3 separate regions of the Mus musculus genome follow, and regions 1 and 3 are each linked to region 2. A link is a contact called in public Hi-C and HiChIP or PLAC-seq data. All regions are on one chromosome and are shown on one strand. The core of a region is the stretch at or near the end of the contact, and the rest is flanking DNA. Distances in the headings are between cores, read along the strand shown. Region 1 holds the start of 4930449E01Rik (RIKEN cDNA 4930449E01 gene). Region 2 overlaps Gm35967 (a long non-coding RNA gene). Region 3 has its middle 35 kb from the start of Spry2.

Region 1 (3,461 bases), core at 289-2,788, 190 kb before region 2:
CATGTATGCACCACATACGTGCCTGGTGCTCTTGGAGACCAGAAGAGGCTGTCAGACCTCACATGAGAGATCCTGAGAATTGAACCCCGGTGCCCTAGATATGCAACCAGTGCTCTTAACTGCTGAGTCATTTCTTTAGCCACAGCATTGTGTGTGTGTATGTGTGTATGTGTGTGTATGTATATGTATGTGTGTATATAGATATATGTATGCATTTATATATACATACATAAATATGCATATATAAAAACTTTTTTCCTTGTGTATAGTCATGATACGTGGTCATGTGTTACATAAAGCTATTTTCATACAAGTATATAAGCATACTTTGATCACCTTGCCCCCTATGCCCTCCCTATCTCTTTTGCCCTCCCCCCTTTCTATTATTCCTCTTATTCTCCTAGGCTATTTCTCTTCTATTTTTATGTCATATGCATACATTATTTTACATATCCATATATATGTTAGGAATCACAAGGGAAGGAAAACATATTTGTCATTCTTTGAATGACAAAATTTGTTTAATATGGTTATGCCCATTTGTGTTCATTTTTATGAAAATGACATAATCTTATATTTATGCAGTCACGTGAAGGAAAATTTAAGAAATCCTAGACCATGCTGAGAAGGAGAATCTTATATTTTTAAGGAGAGAACCACTTATATGTGAAGAAAAAAAAAATAAGAGGAATGGGAGGATTCTATGGCAGCTTCTCTCTCACTACCATGGGAAGAAAACAGATAAAATTAAATTAACCCTCGGGACTCCATGCTCTCGGGGGGGGGGGGGGTTTCTTGGGACCTTGCAAAAAGGATGGAGCATATGGTAGGAAGTACCCCTGTGACAACATGGGCTCAAATGAAATTTCAAGGATCATAAATCCTCCTGTTTCTTCTCATAATTTGATGAACAGCTGGTACCAGGAAGTATAACATTCCTCGAGTTATATTCGTGCCTGCATTTCTTTTTTTAAAAGTATCTTTAAAAAAAAAAAGCATCCGGGTTTGGCTCCTGGAAAAAGGAACATGGAACCACTCCAGGATGATCACTAATCTGCTTCAGGAAGGCAGCCTTCCCACCTCGGGGGACATTCACAATGGTCTGCTGTAGTGATCTGTCATAGCATATGGAGGGGGGGGGAGTGGAACATGAGATTGCACAACAGAGGAATATGCATAATTTGGAACTGTGGTTTAAGAAAAAAGGAAAAGAAGGAAGGGAGGATCCCATATTGTCTGTCTACATAGCCAAGAAGAGGCCAAGTGATAAATTCTATGCCCATCTTGAGGGCATAGACTGGGAAACTAGTGGAGAGAGTAAATCACTGGTTTTGGAAATGTACCAAGTTAAATATCCTTTCTGCGTTATCCTTTAAAGAATTAGTTGAAGACAATGGGACTCCAGAGAGCAGCGCTCCCCTAAGTGTGCAGTGCCTGCTCACATACCATAGGTAGTACAGAGACCCTTCCCCCCCCCCTCCCCGGTAAGACAGGAGATGGAGTGTGAACAGATCCCCCACGTCTCTCCTGTGCGGGATGACGAATGCTATATCCTTTCCAGGCTGGTCTTCACTCATCTGCTCTACCTACTGCTTTCTGCTTTGGGAATGCTGAGTGACTTTACCCTGTAGAACCTGGGCCCATCTGAAAGAGGAAGGGATGAAGGCCAGCTGGGTTGGCTGGCTGAATGAGTGTGTTGCATGGATGGATCGTTGTTCACATGCCTCAACACTTTCTGCGACTGGTCAGCTTGGTAGCATTCATTCTAGCAGTGGTCAGTCTGCTCCTCTCCTTGAAGCAGAATGGGAGAGTGTGGAGGAAGGCAGGAGCAGGTAAGGTGGGCAGAGAAGACAGAATGAGAGGGAGAGAGAGAGAGAGAGAGAGAGAGAGAGAGAGAGAGAGAGAGAGAGAGGAGTTGCAGATCTGTATTTAAATCCGACTATTGCCCAAATAGTCTGCGTTTACCTGATATGCCTATTGTTTATGTTCTGCTTTTGCTTTGAACATTTAAAAAGGAACCAAACAGAAGCTGTACATTTTAAAGCAATGTTCAGGCTAGCAGGTGTTAAGAAATGCAAAGCGGGGAAACCGTTGCAACGCGACGAAATAGTCAGCATTACTTGCCCCCCACCGCCCCGCCCCCAAGCCTCTCAAGGTAAGATGGCTCTACTGTCAGCTCAGCTGCAGCCAAGACAAAAAGGCCTGGCTAACTGAAGGGACAGAGACAAGACAGGCAACCTCCTTTTAACATCTCAGGGGAAAGAGCTCACTCAGGAAGCAGAATCTCATGGCTCCGGAACAGCAATGGCATTGTGCCAGCAGACAACAGGAAGTGAGCACAAACAGACCCCTCCTCAACATAAACGCGCACAGACTTAACCTATGGCCGGACTTCTGCCCTTGAGTGACCAGAGCCATTAGGATGCAGGTCAAAAGGTTGTCGTGTGACAGAAAATGGAGCCTTATTGAATGAAGGAGAACTAAAAAAATTCTTTTGTTTGCTTCACTCTGGGGTTTGTATAGCTACTGTGATGTCATAATGGAGTCCAGAGTGGGAAAAAGAAACCCCTGATTTATCACAGCCGGAGACAGGCCGTCGGAAACTCAGTTAAACCCTGAAGGGGAAAGACAGGCACAAGAAGGAACCACACAAAAGTCAGCGTCTTCTCCGACGGGGGTGTACACAGTTATCTTTCTGAACATCAGAAGCTGAGAGAGAGACCACCAGAAAATTCCTGCTTTATCTATGAGGGCGGAAAGACAGATAGACGCTTTCCTGACCCACTGGCTTTTCTTCCCTAGACTCCAAGGTGTCTTCATCATAGTGGGCTAGGAGGGAAAGAAAAATGTGATTCCTAAATCTATACAACCGGGGAGTGTATTACATGATAGCATAGGAAAAATTCACACACACACACACTCACTCACATACAAACATACACACTCACACTCACACACACACACACACACACACACACACACATACAAACATACACACTCACACTCACACAAACACACACACACACACACACACTCACTCACATACAAACATACACACTCACACACACACAAACACACACACACACACGTATGCATACTTAAGCAGCTCTATACAGACCATGTATAAAAAGATGTGGAGATATGGCATGCCAGATAGAGTGCTCAACTTTACAGACAAGGGTAAGATCTGAGGTTTACTTTGTTTAGTTATTTATTTTTTAAACAAACAAACAAACAAACAACCTCTGAGCACTTTTAAAACGTCTGAATAAATTTTTTTTGCTCAGAATTTTCTTCTGGGTTAAAAAAAAAAATCTGACCCTTAAGAAAAGTTTGCTCCGATTCATCCTATAATTCTGTTGATAATGATGGCATGGAGGAGAGAATACTGCGTTTACCCTAAGGTAAATATCATTTGTGTGTTTTCTTTGATCCCAAATCTGGAACCTCGGTAGCCCTTT
Region 2 (3,421 bases), core at 150-2,649:
CAATCTGGTGAAAGCTTTAGATGTGAAAATAAGCCCATATAACTTTAGAATATTACCTAAAGAAATTTAATGAGCAAGTAGATATTTAAATTGAAGGATTAGAGTCTCCCTGACTCATAGAGTTCCCTATACTCATAAATATCTAGAATTTTGGAAAAGAACAAAATTTGTTAGATGTGTGTGTGTGTGTGTGTGTGTGTGTGTGTATGTGTAGACACATATTTAAATTGGAATCAAACAACTGAAGTAGTATTAGTGAGTTTCAACTTTTTATCATTCACCCATTTATTCATTACTTATTTAAGAAATGGTTGTTGGACCCCTGCAAAGTAGCAGTTATTGGTTTATGGATTAAAGCATTCAAAGTTTGAGAGAATGAGGTCCTTGCCCTTGAACATGTAGCAAGATGTAGCACATATTATTTTCTTTAGATTTATTTATCTTATACATATGAGTGTTTGCCTACATGTATTACAAGCGCCATGTTTATGCCTGGTGCCCTCCGGTCACAAGAAGGCTTCAGGTTCCCTGGAACAATAGTTACGCATGGTGACACAGATGCACATGAATGCTGGGAACCAGACCCAGGTCCGCTGGAAGAGCCACAGATATTCTTAACCACTGAGCCCTCTTTCTATCCCCAGCACGTGGTAAACCTATTTTAAGAGAGACCTGCTGAAAACTAAGGAAGCAGAAGATCAAACTCCTACCTTTTGGGAAAGTACTGAAGATGCTACGTGAAAGAGGTTGGGGACCGTTACTGAGCCCCTGAGGGGAACACAGACCCAATAGGACCCGCTTAGGAAGGCCATTTTACTGTGGGAGCTGAAAAGTCACTTTGGAGGAGTCATGAGGGAAGACATTTGTGAGCTGGGCACACACATTATAAAAGGCCTGAACATTTTCCTGAGATGCTCGTTGTGGTCAATAAAGACACATTGCTGAAGATTAGATCTGGGAAAGGACAGAACTGTCCACAATGGCTTTAGAGCCTGGACTCTGTCTAAGACAAATTTCACATACGTCAGCATGGCATAAGTGAAATTCATGTAGATCCATAAAGATGTACGATGAAAAGTGGCGTTCTTATTAAAAGTTCTCTGTGTGTTGGTTAACTTTAGATTATTCCTGAAAGTTGTCCCAATCCTAGGGGTTAACTATAAACTACCAAATTTGTGTTTATTGCTCATTTTTCTTTTACTTAGCCACCCCTAGCCTACTGAACAGCATGACAGCCATAGTATATCACTTATCTGTTCCTAATTAAATGAGTCACCACCCCAGAGAGGTTCACATGCTCACTAATGGCTTAGAAAGGTGACTCAGAACGTTGAGTGAGGCCTCAGCTTCAGCTTCATTGGTGGAGTGGGAAATTGTTCTCAGGGAAGCATCATCATCAGAAGGAAGTCTATGAGTCATCAGGTGAATCCAGTGTGATGCCGCCATGTCAGGTGTCAGTCACTCTGCTGTGAGGGCCTGAAGAAAGGACAAATCACCTGCTCTTTTAATGTCACCTTGACCAATGAAGGGACTTTAAAAAAAATTGTAAATGAGTTACTCTAGCTAAAGTCAGTGTTTTGTTTCCTGTTGTTACTTTTGTTATAGATTCAAGAGAGTACAAATGGCCAAGAAACCATGTCCACAGTGGAAACCGGGAGGAAAATGTAAGGCTTGATAAATTAAAACTTAAGAGTAGAAAGGACTTGGCTGCGTGCAAGGGGCGGGGAGGGAAGGGTGGTTAATCCTGCAGCAGTTGTGCTGAGAACACTAAAAATGCTTCTGCTAGGGGAGGGTATCAACATTTTAATCTACCTTACACTGATAAAAAAGAAAAAAAACACACAGTGGGGAGGAGGAGGCTAGGGCAGGCAGGTCTTGATGGAGCCACGGGCAGTAGAAACAAAACTCTCTTTGTTTGGAGAACACTGCACCTGCGTTAAATTTACTGCTGACATCTCTTTGCAGAAATTTGATTTTTTTCTCTACTTCCCCCCACCTTTTATTGTTTTCAACACGGAAGAATGTGAGGCATGCCACTTGCCCTTCTGGTCGCTGTAGTGCTTCTGTCTGCGACTGTGAAAAGGAGCAGGGCTTCCTCCCCGCCCTTGCCATCAGCACGTCATCTGGGCAATGCACCTGCACCGTAACACTACACTCTACCTTGCGGAGCCTCATACTTTTGTGACACACTCAAGAGATCAATTTCCTGTGGATCTGGGCCTTGGAGACAGGGCCTTGTTCTGACAAGGAAGGGTGCTTTCAAATAACCCTGATGACTGAGGGCAGCTCAAATAGACTCAGGGCCTTCAGAGGAGCTGTTGTACCAACATTAGAGCTGGTGGCTGAGGGGACACTTTTAGGGGAGGAACTTTCATAACTTCAGTTTCTACAGTGAAGCAATTCTGGCGTGTCTCTCTTCCTTTTATCCTTTCTTCCTTTCTTCCTTTCTTTCTTTCTTTCTTCCTTCCTTCCTTCCTTCCTTCCTTCCTTCCTTCCTTCCTTTTTTCCAACCATGTGACAATGAAGATAACTGGAGGGTGGTAAAAAGTGCATAATATGCCTCACCCCAGGAATTATCATATGGCGATCCATACTCCTGGACCCAGTGCCTAAGCCCACTTTGCCATCTCAGCAGATCATTACTAAATGTTTGGAGTTTGAATGAATGAATGAATGAATGAATGAATGAATGAATAACTGATCAGTCAAATGAGTTATCTGCTACAGAGCCCTGAGGTACACATTTTAATAATTAATTTTTGTTGTTTGAAATTATCATTACATCAAATTTCCCCTTTCATTTGCTCACCCCATCCTCTCCCAAGCATCCTTCTTGATCACTATCAAATCCATGCCCTCTTTCTCTTTAAGTGTAATTATACACACACACACACTCCATAGAGGAATACATATATATATATATATAAATATATGCCTATCTGTCTGTATGTATGTATGTATATATGTATGTATACATACAACCTGCACAGTCTGTATAATTTTTACTTGTATGTATCTGCTCTCAGGGCAAACCACTTAGGATAGCTAATTAGAGATTTCTTCCCTAGGAAAGATCATTCTCTTCTTGCTATGACTCTATGTGTTCAACCTTCTCTCCAGACTTAGGAATTAGAAAACCCTGAAATGGACTAGAAGAGAAGGATGAAGATAGAACGGCGTGTGAAAGGCTCGTTCAGCTTGTTTCTTGAGCATCACATCAGCCGAGTGACAGACATGGCCCCGAGACCTTCAAAGTAGGTTATGAGGAACCAAGCTTCATATTGTCAAGTGAAATTAAAATAAGAAATTAATATAAAAGTCTCAGAAAAACCTACTCCACCCAAAAAAAGGAGATTTAAAAGCAATTAGCTGCTAGTCAAAGAGTAGTAAGGAAAACCTTTGACTTTGGTCTAGCAAAGAC
Region 3 (3,796 bases), core at 423-2,922, 180 kb after region 2:
CCCCTTCTAATCCCTCAGTCCCTTCCTGACACACAGCCCTCCTGACTGGCATACCCCACCCACCCTTCCCGTAAATGCTACCGCAGAGGGGGCTGGGCTGCTCTTCCCAGTGCAATTCAACCATTTTGGTTACCTAAAGTCTTTGTTTCTGTGGGCCTTCTGGTCCCCTCCTCTCCTCCCTCCTCCATCCCCTCTTTCACGTGGCCCAGCTCAAGGTCATGTACACTCTGGACTTTCCCAGGGGTCCCTGCCTCTGTCTATGCTCTCTCACAAGTCTCTAATGAAGTTTCTCCTCCACCACACCTAGGAGTACTCAGGTTTCCTTGCCTTTTTTGTTTTCTTTTGTTTTGTTTTGTTTTTCCCATTCACTTGGGGCTGAAGCCCGGACTGGTCAAGTTCCTTTCCTTTTTATTTATTTATTTTTTTATTCAGTAATGTTGAGAAGAATTCGGGAGTAAATTAAACAATTTTTGTGCTAATAATAACAGAATAATCCTCCTCTTTAAAAAAAAAAAACTAAAATTGCTTAAGGCATTTAAAAAACTTGTTACTACATGCCTTATAATTAGCCTAGTATTAGAAACAAAAGAACCCCAGCAGAGTTTATCTGAGCCATCAGTGCCAAGGGAATGGATACAGACTTTGAACAATGACCTCAGATTTCTAGTCTAACCTTTCATTTCCGGACTGCTAGCTGATGGGTAACATTCTGAAAGACAGCTTCCCCAGTTTCTCCCTCCCTCTCCTTTGGAACTCAAAGGAGTTTGCATCTTAATCCGTTTCTGTAGAATTATAGAATTGTAGAATATTAGAAGGTTGAATTTGGGTAAAGCTTGGAGAAAAACATTAAAATTTCCTCTGGCTCTCTGGGAAATGTATAACTCTCCTGAGAGAAGATCACAGCTATGCTTCTGCCAGCAGGTCTTTGGCATTCTCTTAAAACAAAAGCTAGACTACAACCACCATTAATAATGGTGTGCATTACTCATAGGGACCTGTCTTCTATGCGCTGCTCTTTACTTAATGAATATGAGAACACACTGTATTTCGCCTTACAAAGGGAAGATCAGAAGCGGTCCATTCATTTTGTTGGATTGAGTTGTGTGCCCTCAGAAACAGAACAAAGCGGAGGGTGGAGCCAAATAAAGAGAGCACCACTACCTGTAAACCCACAAAGATTTCCTAATAAGAGTATTGCAATTAAAATAATTTTTCTGTGAACATTTTTGGTTCACAAATTCTATTAATGATGGAGAACAGAGTACTCTACTGTGATAAAATATTCCGGTTTTCTCCTCTTTCCTTCTCCAGCCCTAAACATTAAAAATTTGTATCACTGACGACTTAAAAGGTTCACCCTCAAGCATCCACTGTGTGTGTGAGTGTGAGTGTGAGTGTGTGTGTGTGTGTGTGTGTGTGTGTGTGTGTGTGTGTGTGTATGTATGTATGTGTGGTGGATGGAACTCAATACCTCACTCCAGCTAGGCAAGCACCCAGTCACAAATCACAGGTTTTCACAGATTTCCCTATTTCTCATTATCAGAAAGTCTTTTCAGATGCTTTACAGAGGTCATTCAAAGTTAAAATTCAGCAACCCCGCCCCGTGTGACCCTTTCTCTAGATTCCCACCCTGGGGTGTTTCCTTTCCCCGCTCCCCTAGGGAGCAGGAAGCTTATCAACAAGACACACAGGTGTGAGATAATCAGTTAAGCTCCTCCCAGGGGTGTGGATCTGGAGCGAGTGGCGGAGAAAGCCCAAGTCCAGTGTGCTCAAAGCAAAGTTCAGTAGTGGGAGAGAGTGTCCCGCTTTTGTCATTTAAAACCACTTCCTTAACTCTTTATCCTCCAGGTACTATCTCTATCTCTGTGACACTGAATCTTTTATCAGAACTTGTTCCTAAATAATGAAGTTCACATTACCTTCTAGTGCATTTTCTTCTTTTAGTTATGATTTAACCCAGGTGCCAACTTGGGATTCCAATGATTCTATTTACCTGAATTCTGGCTTGGGCAATTTGCCTGAAAATGTCAATCTTATTTTTTGTTTAGATTTACTTTAATACTATCCAACAATAGACTCACCATATCTTTTTTTTTAAGATTTATTTATTATATGTAAGTACACTGTAGCTGTCTGCAGAAACTCCAGAAAAGGGCATCAGATTTTGTTACGAATGGTTGTGAGCCACCATGTGGTTGCTGGGATTTGAACTCAGGACCTTCGGAAGAGCAGTCGGCACTCTTAACCACTGAGCCATCTGACCAGCTCCTCACCATGTCTTTTTTACTAGTATTGGCATCAATGGCCAAACAAATGTCGTAGATTGTTGAAGGTTTAGATATGCAGTTTTGATTCCCAGGAAGTAATACTGTAGGCAGATATGGTAGGAAGTAATACACTTTCAGAGACTAAAATATGAACATTTAACAACGATGCCCCAGTGATTAAAAGAAGCTCAAAGGAAGAAGATGCTCTATTGTAAGTCAATAAGGAACTTGATAGCACAACACAGAGTACAAAGTGACCTAAAGATCCGAGTGGGGACTACAGGAGATAAACGCATACAGGCGGTTTACGGTGGGCTCCTGCATTGGTATCCTTAACCAGAAACCAAAAATGCACTTTGTCCTATCCTGGCTGAAGGGGAAATGCCAGGACTGTTTCTATTCTGCTTCTTAAATGATTTTCGCGTCTCCATTCTTGAGATCAGAACGTCGGAATAGCCTTGGGCCTGACCTCCACCTCACTGTCAGCTTTGGAACACACCTCCGGCTTCCCGGGAAATCCCAACCAAGTAAAATCCGCTTGGCCTCCCTCTAAACCGCTAGTCCAGTCTGAAAGAATAAGCTACCGCTCGCCCAGAGTGGAGACAAAGCATTCCGATCTGCTCCAAAGATAGAAATACTGCATGCCATTGTCTCCTCCCTTAAGAGAGATAGTGCATCTGGGTGTGTCAGTCACCTGGTCAGGTCTCCAAGCCACCAAGAGAGCTGACTCACCGGAAGGTGGAAGGGATAATTTCTGAGTTGGTGAGACAGCATGCCTGTCCTCCCCTAAAGGCCTTCTGTCCCCTGTGCAGCATTGCAGAACTTCCGTCTTGTAGCACGGAGGGGCGAGAAACATAACTTCCCTTTCCTTCGTCTCTATCTCTTTTTCTTCAGGATACTGCTAAAGTCTGGGAATGCTCTTGCTGACCCTCTGGGCCTTCTCCTTCCTTCTCTAAAGGTCTCCCCCACCCCCCGCTGCCTTTTTCCAAGCGGCTGCCCGCCTGCCTTGGGGCCGTTTGGCAGCTCTACTCTGTTTCTTGGACCCTAACGCCACAGAAATGGCTTTCTTTTCCTCTTCTTTCCCCTTTCCCAGAGTTTGCCAAGATTAATAGTTTTTCTGTCCCGTTGGTTTTCTTGGAAACTTCAGTAATAATATTGTCCCCGAACTTACTTTTGAGTCTGTTTTTAAATTCTTTTACTAACAAAACCAAGAACTCCAAAGAGAGAACTCTAATTTCCCTGGTAACACAGGCTTCTACTACAATAGTGCATTTTATTAGATCTGAAACTCTTGCATGATACAAAGGTGAACATTTAAATCTTGTTCTCCTCATGCATGCTAGGCAAGGAGCTGCATCTTTAGTACTTGATTTGCTTTTAAATTAAATAAGCGTCCATTTCCTGGCCTGCTGTTCAGCAACTCAGAAACCAAGGGTAGAAGAATCATTTGAACCTAGAAATTTGAGACCACCTTGGGCAACCTCTACCTCAAAGCTGGGGGTGGGGTGGTCCAATAACCATATTTTCTA

The links. A called contact is a pair of places that touch in the nucleus more often than the background predicts. HiChIP or PLAC-seq counts read pairs in DNA pulled down with a chosen protein or histone mark.
Region 1: a Hi-C map of the N1E-115 cell line shows a contact between it and region 2, with 5 times the contacts expected there. The contact joins the promoter of 4930449E01Rik here to the enhancer-like site in region 2. A contact is called at or near these places in 7 of 39 promoter capture datasets (the 3T3-L1 cell line, 3T3-L1-derived adipocytes, the HPC-7 cell line and 4 more), 5 of 484 Hi-C or Micro-C datasets (the N1E-115 cell line, cerebral cortex, forebrain and 2 more) and 5 of 115 datasets of contacts at active chromatin or transcription factors (astrocytes, embryonic stem cells, epiblast stem cells and 1 more).
Region 3: an H3K27ac HiChIP or PLAC-seq map of trophoblast stem cells shows a contact between it and region 2, with 19 read pairs. The contact joins two enhancer-like sites. A contact is called at or near these places in 4 of 39 promoter capture datasets (the 3T3-L1 cell line, 3T3-L1-derived adipocytes, hippocampal neurons and 1 more), 2 of 484 Hi-C or Micro-C datasets (the STO cell line and cerebral cortex) and 3 of 115 datasets of contacts at active chromatin or transcription factors (embryonic stem cells, extraembryonic endoderm stem cells and trophoblast stem cells).

Annotation. Positions count from the first base shown.
Region 1 is chr14:105,497,250-105,500,710 of GRCm38.p6, forward strand. It overlaps 4930449E01Rik (RIKEN cDNA 4930449E01 gene), which reads left to right and starts at 1,539. Exons shown (of 3, transcript NR_045921.1): 1 at 1,539-1,832.
Region 2 is chr14:105,683,167-105,686,587 of GRCm38.p6, forward strand. It overlaps Gm35967 (a long non-coding RNA gene), which reads right to left. Exons shown (of 4, transcript XR_874934.2): 4 at 185-1,476. Among named protein-coding and RNA genes, the nearest start is that of Gm6145, 41 kb to the left of the region's middle. Within about 2 kb of position 1,400, at least 45 of the 459 cell types and tissues checked have an H3K27ac peak or open chromatin away from gene starts, as enhancers often do. A contact at or near this core is called in the N1E-115 cell line and trophoblast stem cells, where this site is marked.
Region 3 is chr14:105,859,424-105,863,219 of GRCm38.p6, forward strand. No RefSeq gene overlaps it. Among named protein-coding and RNA genes, the nearest start is that of Spry2, 35 kb to the right of the region's middle. Within about 2 kb of position 1,673, at least 34 of the 459 cell types and tissues checked have an H3K27ac peak or open chromatin away from gene starts, as enhancers often do. A contact at or near this core is called in trophoblast stem cells, where this site is marked.